Regions from separate parts of the Zea mays genome. Here region 1 is linked to region 2. The links are chromatin contacts, called in public Hi-C maps. All regions are on one chromosome and are shown on one strand. The core of a region is the stretch at or near the end of the contact, and the rest is flanking DNA. Distances in the headings are between cores, read along the strand shown. Region 1 holds the start of LOC103647964 (protein NETWORKED 2A). Region 2 has its middle 46 kb from the start of LOC542476.

What was found. A called contact is a pair of places that touch in the nucleus more often than the background predicts.
Region 1: a Hi-C map of leaf shows a contact between it and region 2, with 2.9 times the contacts expected there. The contact joins the promoter of LOC103647964 here to the enhancer-like site in region 2. A contact is called at or near these places in 3 of 25 Hi-C or Micro-C datasets (ear, leaf and tassel).

Annotation. Positions count from the first base shown.
Region 1 is chr2:225,500,772-225,506,182 of Zm-B73-REFERENCE-NAM-5.0, forward strand. It overlaps LOC103647964 (protein NETWORKED 2A), which reads right to left and starts at 4,084. Exons shown (of 2, transcript XM_008672473.2): 1 at 3,601-4,084; 2 at 1-3,527. The coding sequence starts at 3,694. The coding sequence ends at 124.
Region 2 is chr2:225,356,772-225,362,319 of Zm-B73-REFERENCE-NAM-5.0, forward strand. No RefSeq gene overlaps it. Among protein-coding and RNA genes, the nearest start is that of LOC542476, 46 kb to the left of the region's middle. Within about 2 kb of position 4,075, at least 10 of the 20 cell types and tissues checked have an H3K27ac peak or open chromatin away from gene starts, as enhancers often do. A contact at or near this core is called in ear and leaf, where this site is marked.

The DNA of each region.
Region 1 (5,411 bases), core at 2,834-5,333, 140 kb after region 2:
AAGCTAAATTCAAACAAAACCTGCGCTTGCATGTACTCTGGGGAACAAAACTACCCCAGGTTCATTTTGTCATTTTTTTCAAAATAAGGAAAACTATGGTCATGGTACCCACGCTCACGCACCTCACAGATCGCTGAATTGTTTCTGGAATGTGGGATTGATGCACGCAAATATTGATTTTTTCTTTCGCTTTGTTCCAAACAGGAAGTTTCGCAACGGTACCCTTGTCCGACTTGGAAAATGCTTGAATTGTTTCTCGTGGCTTCTTTCGGTCTCTGGCCGCGACAAGCGTTGGGATGAAATCTCAAAACTCTCACGTAGCCCCTCCAGAGCATGGCTAACTTTGGCTTGAAGCCCCCTCATGTGTTCTGATGCTGCCTGCATCTCGCCCTCAATCTTGCTGGTAGATTGCTGCATGTTTAGGACCTCGCCTTGAAACTTGGCAGCTTCATATGGTGTAAACCTGGCTCTGTCCATCTCCAGGCTACCACGCAGGGCTTCCGCTATCTCCTCTTGCATTCTGCAAAGAGACGCAGATTTAAGCTGCACTTCTTGATCGAGAAGCGCGCTCTGCTCAAACCATACATCCAGTTCAGTTCGGAGCTCTCTCAACTTCTTCTCAGCAGGTCCGGGCTCTGCTGGAGTATCTGGTTCTCTAGACTTATTATCTTCCATTTCGTCCTGTGCCTCCTGGTACCTTCTGTCAAACTCCTGCATGCGATAGCAAGCCATGCTATACCTTACCAGGAACTGCAAATTTTCCTCCACCAAAGCGTCAATGTCGTTTCTGAACCTCGTCATTTTATGAAGTGACGTGTTGTTAGGTGTCTCGATGTTACTAGAACTGTTTTCCTCCACGGCAGAAATATCTCTACCCAAAGTGGCAATTGATCTGTCAATTTCTCTAAAAGATCTCAAACTTAAGAATCCGTTTGAGTTACCACCTGCTTTACTTGGAGGCACCTCTGAGGAATCCAGGAGATCCCTTAGTGACCGTATCTCAACATACTTCATGGAATTTGCATTCCTTAACTCCCGTATAACTGCCTTTGTCTCTTCAAGATGCTCCTGGTTTCTCCTTTCCAGTTCGCTAAGCCTCCTCTTTGTTTCTTTGTAGTTCCGCAGAACTGAAGTACAATCAGCTAGTAGTATTGCTTCTTTACCTTCAAGCCCATCAGGAAGAAATTCTTGCCAGCTAGGTACAAAGTCCTCCCCCATCAAACCAGACTTTACACCCTGACTCCTTCCTCCATGGTTGTTCGAGGTAGTTGCTTCGCTTGCAAGCTCTCTGCCATGTGAAGTCTTCCTCTCTGAATTCGTCGGAACTTGCTCATAATCTCCAGCTGGCGCACAGATAGAAGTTTCATCCCTCACTTCTGAGGAATATATGTTCTTCATATCATGGACATTATCAACATGAACTAATGAAATGCAATCATCCTCTTTAAGCAATCCAACTTGGTTGCATTCGTTCGAACTTTCAATATTTTGTGGCCCATTTAGTTGATCAACTTGGTGTGGCGATTCTTCAACAGATTTTGCTTCATCTGCATGCCCCATGTGCAGGCTCTTCTTATCAGCACCACTGAAACAAGTAGCTTTTGGAAATGAGGATTCTTCTACGGAATCGTATTCCTTTAACCTGTACAAGTCTGAGGAAGCAATTGGACTAATCTGCCCACTGGTATTTTGTGATTTACTATCTCCAAGTCCTTCCTCCTGGATTACACTACTGCTGGAAAAAGAATTTCCATCATCAATATTTCCCTCAGCGACTTCCATTAATGACTGAGAAGCTTCATTAGAGTCATATTTCCTGTCTAAATGATCCATACTACCTGAGTGGAGGAGATGAGTCTGTCCGACTATTCCCAATGGATATTCACCTCTCATAATTTCACCATTAGGGAAGTTTCTACTTCCGTTCTCAGTTTCTGATGAACTCTGAAATACTTTTCCTGATGAGCTATCAACATTGCCCTCACCTGAATCGTGAACTATGTTTTCATTTTCTGAACTGAAAAGCGGATCAATATGGTCATCAAAATGTAGACGCAATTTGTACCTAACTTGTTGCATTAAGCAACTCCCAGGGATTATTTCCTCATTAGCATTCCTTGAGCCATGGATGCCATCATTACCATTATCACTAACCACTTCCGAGACATCTTCTCTATCTTGGCCCAAACTATGCCTTAGAGTTGGTGCCTCTATGTCTCTGAAGTCCCCACCCTTGCTCTCTTCTGCAGACTGCTCCAGGAACACGTCTCTTGGAACCATTGCACCATCCTCTACCGCAGCTGACAAATTATGCAGGTCTTCAGGGCCAAAAGATCCAAGTGCCTTTGAGATATTAATTATGCAGCTAAAAACTTCAGAAAAGCCTGTGCTGACAGAGGCTTCTTCCTCAAGAATTGATCTTTCAAGAACTCGGACTGTGCTAAACTCATCCTCTAATTGCTTGATCTGTTCATTTAATTCACTTTGGTCATCACGAAGTGCCATCTCGTCTTGTAACTCATCCAATTTATTCTTTAGGTTTTCATTCTCTTGTATGAGTTGATTGATCTGTGCTGTCTGTTTTGGGAACTTGAGCTCCAAGTTGATGACTTTATCAACAAGTTCATCAACATTCTCTGCGATCTCCTCCGCAGAGGATTCAGACCCACTGGAAAAAAACTTGTCAAGTTTCTCATATATGGGCTGCAACTCAAGTATTGCCTTGGTAACTGGGTAAGATCTTGCCACCACCGACGTGTCTGTGCTGCTTGCCTCTCTTGAACATGTGTCAGTGTCGCCATCCATCATAGCATACAGCTGTGCTCGTAGAGACTTTGTTTTTTCCAACTCCACAGCTGCAAGCTTGATCAACTCCTCAAAATGACGTACAAGCTCAGCTATGGTTCCCTGACAGGATCTAAGAGCTGTTATTGTCATCAAGGCACGGGCTTCATCATCGCCGATGGCTGCATGTGCATCAAATCTATCCTGAATAAGGCAGATTTCATTCTGTGTATCTGCAATCTGCTTCTCGATCTCCCGGTACCGAGCAATACCACTCTCATAGGAACTCTTAACATACTCTTTCTCGGTTTGCAGAACAAGTATAGATTTCTGAAGTCTGCCGATCTCTTCTTGTGCCTCCTCGGCGCTCATGCGTGGATGGGAGGGTGGCTTGTTCCATCCTGACCCTGACGGACCTTGTCTCTTTGCGTTGAGAATCTCTTGGACCAAGGACTTGTGTGTCTTGATTGGTGTGATTGCTTTGGGGAAATCATGGTCCTCCTCTTCTAACATTGCATACTGCACCTCTTCTGGACAAGCAGTAGCGATGGTGTGGTTGGCCTTATGGAGCTCCTTGGATATGTGGTCATAGCGTTCGACGAGAGCTCTGTAAGCCCTGTAGACTTGCTCCACATGGCTTATCACCTCTGGCCTGGTGTGGTAGTACATCTCGGCCCTCTTGCCAAAGGAATCGGCTTCCTGTCCGAGGAGTTTGAGCATGATCTTGACTCGATTCTCCATATCTGCGCACGACACAAGATCGGTCATCAGAGGACAGGAGAGCAGGAGACGAATGAAGAAGATGTGGGAACTGACCCTGGAGGTTTGCGTCGAGCCATTTGGACTGGGTGGTCCGGATGTGGCTCGCCCACCACCACGAGTAGGCGTTGCTCGCCGCCCGCTGCAGCATCTTCTTGACATGAATCGCCCCGAGCTCCGCAATCGACCGGATCGGATTCGAATCCCCTCCTTCGTCTTCCTTCCCTGATCCCCGCTGCTGATATTGGTTGACAAGTTCTCTTTCCAATTAGCTGAGATGAGAAAGGCAGACGGTGAGATGGGTTCTTTCCTTCACCGCGTGCAAAGCAAAGCTGTGGGTGGGTGGGCGGTGGCGGCTGCGTCTGTCAGCAGTCAGCACCAGGCACCAGCAGTTGAGCTCTTCTCTTCTTCCTCAGATCTCCATCTGCACGCGCACGGCGGGGAAGAGGAATTGACCTTGACTGCCGACTCCGGTTGCTTAGTTTTTAGTTGATACCGGTCCTTTTTATTTGTGGCATTTTAGTTAAAAATAAAGTAGGACATATTCGAAAATGGAGTTAGTAATCTCTACTACTCTTTAAGAGGTTATCGTAGGCGTTCACAGTGGTGGATGGTACACGGTTCTGCCGCGCGTCCGCTCCCCTCCACCTCGCCACCGAAATCTCGTGCCTGTGCGATGCGTCCGCCTCCCCCGCCCCTTCCATACTCCTACCGCGCCCCTTCCATCCCCACCGTGCTCCATGCCCCCGCCTCCACCATCCCCGCCCACCAGTCGTCCCCATCACCGGAAATCTCGCCGCGCCCCTAGAATTCTCGCCCTGCCACCGCCCCAAAACCTCCCCTACCTCCCACCCAGAGAAGATCCCATCCACTACCGCCGGGTCGCCGTCCTCACTTCCGCCGTGCCCCTCCTATTCCACCCGCTCTGCTTGCTCACCGCAGGTGACAAGCTCGTCGCTCCGTCGCTTCCATTTGGGCTGCTCCGTATTGTGCTTAGATCCGGGCAGGCAAGCGGGCGGGCGGGCTTTGAATTCTGCTCTGAGCAACCAGCGTGCTGGTCCGCTTGCTCCTGTTCCGCGCAGATCGCCCTCAAGATTTTATTCCGCCCTCCGTCTCCGGGCTCGCTTGGATCGAGATGGGCGTCTGCGTGTCCAAGGTCGCCTGCTGTTGCTGCTACCGCCGGCGCGAGCCGCACAACGGGGTTACTAACGACAGGACTGATGCTGGTGTGTGATGCCTTCCGCCTTCCATGCCTTTTAGGTGCTTTGCTTTTTGCTGTTTAACTGTTTTGGCGACTGCTTTTCCCTTCTCCGAGATGTTTTTTTGCTTCTCTTCTGGGTGTTTGGGTTCGCGTATGGCCGCTTCCATCCAGTTCGATGCGTGATATCTGCAGTTGCGTTTCCGCACTGCCGCTGAGCCTTTTTTCTGGAACCGTTTCTGATTTCGGCGCTCTTTGATAGCTAAATGATCATGGCTGGAAATGCGCGGATTAACTTCTTCGATACCATTTGTTGGTGTTCGGGTTCACGTATGCTTGCCACATCTGCATTCGGATGGTTGCTAGATTGAGTAGAGTGCCATCCAATTCGGTTGGTGATATTTGTAGTTGCGTGTGCAGACAACTTCTGTGGGGGTTTTACTGCATTTATTTCTGATTTTGGGGCTCTTTGATGCCTGTTGATTAGGCTGCAAATAGGTTTTGTTAGGCATGTGGATTAGCTTTTGTATGGGATTCAGAGTATTTTGACGGCAACACTCGTTTTCCCCCCATCCATAGTAACGGATGATGAGGAGGCATACAACCTGCCTGCGTTCTAGGAGTTTACCTTCGAGCAGTTGCGGCTAGCTACATCAGGGTTTGCGGTGGA
Region 2 (5,548 bases), core at 2,825-5,324:
TGAATTAATGGGCTGGTGCATTGCATAGTGTGATGGGAAGTGTTGCTGGGACGGGCGAGGATTCATGTAATAATCCTCCTCAAAAGACTCATGCGCGGACTGTCCGGATACGTACCCGGACCGTCCGTGGTTATATGCGGACCGTCCGTCATTGTATGCGGACCGTCCGACTGGGTAGTTTGGGTTCTGTGCCGTGTGTGGTGGCTCAGGCGCATATCTAGGTAACTCATTAAAAATAGGCCCGACTGTTGCTGGCCCGGACGGTCCGCGCTCACGTGCGGACGGTCCGGGCATGTGCAGATCGGCTGATTTACTGCCGATTTGCGGTTGCTCAGGGTATGTGTCCATCGGCATCCCATACAGGGGTTGTGACTGGTCGTGACAACCTGTAGCCGATGTATTACGCGTGTTACCCCCTAACTCAACCTCGTGCGAAGGAAAATTTGCGATATTCGATTTATCAAATGCACGTACTAGTCTCTTAAAATCGCTTTGCATACCCCCTATGATGTTCTGCATTTGCTCACGTTGCTCTTCTACATAATTTCTAAGAGATTGTAATTCGTTGGTATTACTTACATTGGGGATATTTGGTGTGGGTTGGAGCGAAGCCGGATCCGTCGCCCGATGTCGGACGACCTTGTTGTTCCTGTCCACTTTGAAGTCGGCCAAGAATTTTGCTTTTGCCTCCTGGATCATACGCTCCTTGTGCTCCTCGAATTGGAGCTGTTCGTCAGCCGGCAAGGTCTCCCAAGTCGGCTCTATGATGTTGCTTAGGGAAATATCAGAGCTATCTCTTGAACCGGCCATTGAGGGCCGATTTGATGCGTCTATATTTGTCTTCCCCAGCGGAGTCGCCAAAAAGTATGTTGACGCCTTTTCAGAGCGCCAAACACTCAACTAGAACCGTGGCGGTGCCCTCTGCACAGGGGCGGACGGTCCGCGCGCAGGGGCCGGACGGTCCGCGGCCTGGTGCGAGGCGCGATGGTGCTCTCTGCGCAAGGGCGGACTGTCCGCGGCCTGGGGCCGGACGGTCCGCGGCCTGGTGCGCGGCTAGGGCTCCTGCCTGACGGCCGGACGGTCCGCGCCCTGGGGCCGGACGGTCCGCGCGTACGCAGGGACGGCGGAAGATCACCGACGGCGCCTGGATCTCGCTCTCGGGAGGGACCCCGTCGGGGAGTAGAGATCCTAGGTGGTGTCTAGGCTCGGGCTGGCCGACCTAGACTCCTCTAATCGACGTAGAGACGAAGAGAGACGAAGGATTTTGGGATTGGATGTCTAAACCTAAACTAGACTAGAACTACTCCTAGGGATAAAATGCGAAATAGAAGTTGTATTGATTCGATTGATGATTCCAAATCGGCCGTAGACCTCTCTTTATATAGAGGAGGGGGGCTGGACCCTTTACACGACTGGATTCCGGGTTAATTCCGCGAATCTAGCCAACAAACATAGCACAAAACTCGGAACCCTAAACTGCTCTGCGCATGCGCGGACCGTCCGGCCCACAGGCGCGGACCGTCCGCACCTCATTTCGGTGCTCAACACTTTTCAATCAGAAATTTACTTCGCAAGGCACGCATGAAGCAAGAACAGGTGGCTGGCTGAAGCTGAGGTCCAAGATATTAGATACTGCGATGATATCCTTTTTTTAAGTCGCAGTGCATTAGACAAGAGAGCGAAACGATTTGGCAGAGGCACAAACCTGCTAGTGTCGTCGTCGAGGTGATGGACATGTGCCGGCAGTGTTTCGACGACGAGGGATGTGGCCTGGATGGTCTCCTGAAAACCGTCGGAGTTGTCGTCCTCCTGGCGGTGGCAATGTCCTGCGAAGCAGACACGCAGCAGGTGGATGTGCAGGTATGAGAGGGAGCAGGTATGAGCGGCGGCGATCTCTACTACCTTTTCGGCACGTCGGTTGAGGGAGCAGGCGGGAACGAGAGGGGGCGGGAATCATGCATATGCGCGGGAGATCGATAGAAGTTGGAGATTGGGAAGGACTGAACCAAGGCGGATATCTAAGCGCGCGGCTAGGTGTTTCGGGCGCGCGACAAAAAAGGAAATCCAGTTAAGGAACTATTGGAGACCTTATTTCGTTGTTTTTTTTGCTAAACCGTGATTTTGGGAATAAGAGTAAGGAGCTGTTGGAGATGCCCTAACGCTCCAGCTACATTTCAGGGTCTTATGAACTACATTTTTGTGGAGTTATTGAGGTAGGGGGTGCTTGTGTTTATGGATGACATTTTGATCTACACTACCACTCGACGTGAGCATGCTTCATTGCTACAAAAAGTGTTCCATATTCTGGATCAGCACTAGTTTTTTACTAAAAAGATCTAAATGCTCTTTTGCTCAATCATCCATTGAGTATTTGGGACACGTAATTTCAGCTCAAGGAGTAGCTACTGAACCTTCTAAAGTGACTGTAGTCAAGAATTGGCCGGTTCCCAAGAATTTGAAGCAACCAGGGGTTTTTTAGGCCTCACCGGTTACTATAGAAAATTCATTAAGGATTATGGAATTATTAGCCGGCCACTCACTTTGTTACTTAAGAAAGGTTCAATATTTGTTTGGTCCCAAGAACAACAAAAATCTTTTCAGTTACTTCAGCGGAAGTTGGTTGAAGCTCCAGTGCTAGTGGTTCCTGATTTTGCCAAACAATTCGTCCTCGAAACGGATGCTTGTGATCTGGGAATAGGGGCTGTATTGATGCAAGATGAGCACCCAATGGCATACTTGAGTAAGGCATCGGGGATGAAGAATCAGGTTGTATCAGTATACGAAAAAGAAAGAGTGCATGGCCATCTTATTGGCAGTTGACAAATGGAGACCATATTTACAATATAAACCATTTGTCATCAGAGTCTATTGTTTCTGGTTGATCGAAGAGTCTCTACAAGACTGCAACATAAAGCGCTGGTCAAGCTGATGGACCTCCAATATACAATCCAATATAAGAAGGGCTCCACAAATACAGCTGCTGATGCATTATCACGCTGTCTAGTACCTCCAGAAATTTATGCCGTGTCCCAACCGGGTTGCATAAATTGCAGCAGAGCTATGATGATGATGAAGGCAATAAGGAAATTCTTACGTCTGTCAGTCTGAACCCAGCAAGCTACAAGGATTATACTTTGCATTCGGGTATTTTGAGATTCATAGGCCGAGTATGGGTGGGAAATAATAGGCTGGCTCAACAAAACATTCTACAAGCCTTACATTCCAGTGGAATTGGAGGTCATTCGGGTATTCATGGGACCTATCATCATGTCAAGCAATTGTTTGCCTAGCCTGCTTTAAAGAAATCAGCTCAAGAATTTGTCTAATCTTGTGAAACTTGTCAGAGAGCTAAAACTGAACACGTGAAGTCTCCAGGATTATTGCAGCCATTGCCAATCCAATCCCTCAATAGGCTTGGGAGATGGTGAGTTTAGATTTCATTGAAGGGCTGCCAGTTGCAGAATACTGGTATAATACTACCATTCACTCTTCATTAGGCAAATCTCCTTTCGAGGTATTGTAAGGCTATATGTTCTTCGTACTTTGGGGATTCATAATCTGAGACTCTGTACTGTACCTGATCTAGAGCAATGGATGCAAGAAAGAGAATTGTTGTCAGAGCTCATTAAACAACAGTTGTTGCGTGCTCAACAGAGAATGAAACATCAAGCGGATAAGCATCGATCAGAGAGGAGTTTTGACATTGGAGATCGAGTGTATTTGAAGCTTCAACCACATGTGCAGTCATATGTGGCCTTGATGTTTCGCTGTTAAAAAAATATATTCCTCCATCGCATGATGTTTCTGATGATCTTTCATCGGTTTGCACGGAACTGGAGCTGGACACCATATTACGGCGTCGTCGTATTCAAAGAGGAGCCTCCATTGTTGAACAAGTGCTGGTGAAATGGATGGGTCTACCTCTACACATGGGAGGATTTGTTGGATGGATGTCCAGCGTGGTTTTCCGTCAGTAGCAGCATGAGGACATGCTGCGTTTTAAGGGGGAAGGAATGTTATGTCTCTGTTAGTATATTCTTTGGATTAGGCTTTGGCTACATTGTGGTTGGGCCGTCGGCCCATGTAATAAACTTTGTTGATGCCAGAGCAGCCGAGGAGAGTTAGCTTCCGTGTTCTAGCTGCCATCAGGGGCCGATGGAATGAAAGCACGGGAAGCGTTCTCCCGGCTAGCCGAGGTGACGACGGCGGCTTCCTGCAGGGCTGGCCGGACGGTGCACGGCGTTCAAGATCACATCGGTAATCGTTTCTGGGCTCGCTCGGAGGTTGGGAGTTCGGATGATGAGCAGGTGGGGGTCGCTGGGGCTGACCAGGGTGCGCTGTGCGGGGGGGAGCCGGAGAACGGTTTCTCCCTCGGCGGTCTTGCGGGCTCGGCGGGTGTTTCTTTGACTGCATTAAGCAATGCTGCCTTGGACCTTAATGGTTCGGCGGCGAGGAAGGTCATTGACGTGCTGGCCGCGAAGTTGGTGAAATCACGGGGGTTGAGGCCGTGGGTGGGGCCGCTGCCTTCTCCTAGGCGATCGCCCCCCCGTACCCTTGGAGATGCTCTTGGCTCGGCTTCGATGGCGAGGCCCCGTCGGGCGGCGCGAGGTCTGCAGCGGGGACGGCCGCCGCCTTTGGTGAAGTTGAACCGACAGAATTTGGGTAGGCAGCGGGTGGAAAGGCAACTGGGGGCCCATGGAAGCCCATCTGGTAGGCCTCGAAAATCAAGTTTTAGCCCATGGCTGGATTCCGTTCTGATGGAAGGTGGGCCATTCAACACCACGGGGGCTAATTATGGCCCATCCGGCGGCGGTTGGAATGTGCCGAATATGCACGTAAGGAGGGCGGCGGGTCTCCTTCCTGGGTTCACGGTCATTTGTTCAAGGTTGGGAACTAGGGTTAGCCACTGCCCCGCTCCACGTTCCAGGTCTCTGATACTCGCGGCGACATCATTCTCTTTCGCGGACGTGGTGCGCGGAGGTATGGAGAAAGGGGACGACATTCGGGGGAATGGCAGGGCAGAGCCTCCTAGGGGCCCCGGCCAAGGGAACGCCATGGGGAGGGGGCGTTTTGCCCCTCCGCGTGGGGGATTCCACCCCGGGAGAGGGGGATTTGGAGCTCGTGGCGGCTTTGGGAATCGGTTCCAGGGCAACAGCAAGACCTGGAACCGTTTTGGCGGCGGCCATGGTGGTTCTGGCTCTGGCCAGGGGCCGTGCGGCAATGCGGTGCCCTTGGGGGCCGGCTCCAGAAGAGGTGAAGAAATGGTGCAGGGGCAGGCGCGTCTGGGTTTGGTGGCTGGATCCATGGCGGCTGAGCTACAGGCGCCGGGTCCAAACAAGGGGGATGCTATTGAAGTTGGCCTACTGCAACAGGTTGTTTCCTCGCTGCAGGAAGCTAAGAAAGATGGGAGGGCGGATGTCTCGTTGCCTGAGCTGCTTAGGGCGTTGCTGGAGAAGGTCGAGGACAAAGGTAAATCACTGATTACTTCGGAGACTTCTTCTCTGGTTGAGCCTGCTATGGGCGATGGGGCCAGTCAGATTAGTGGAGG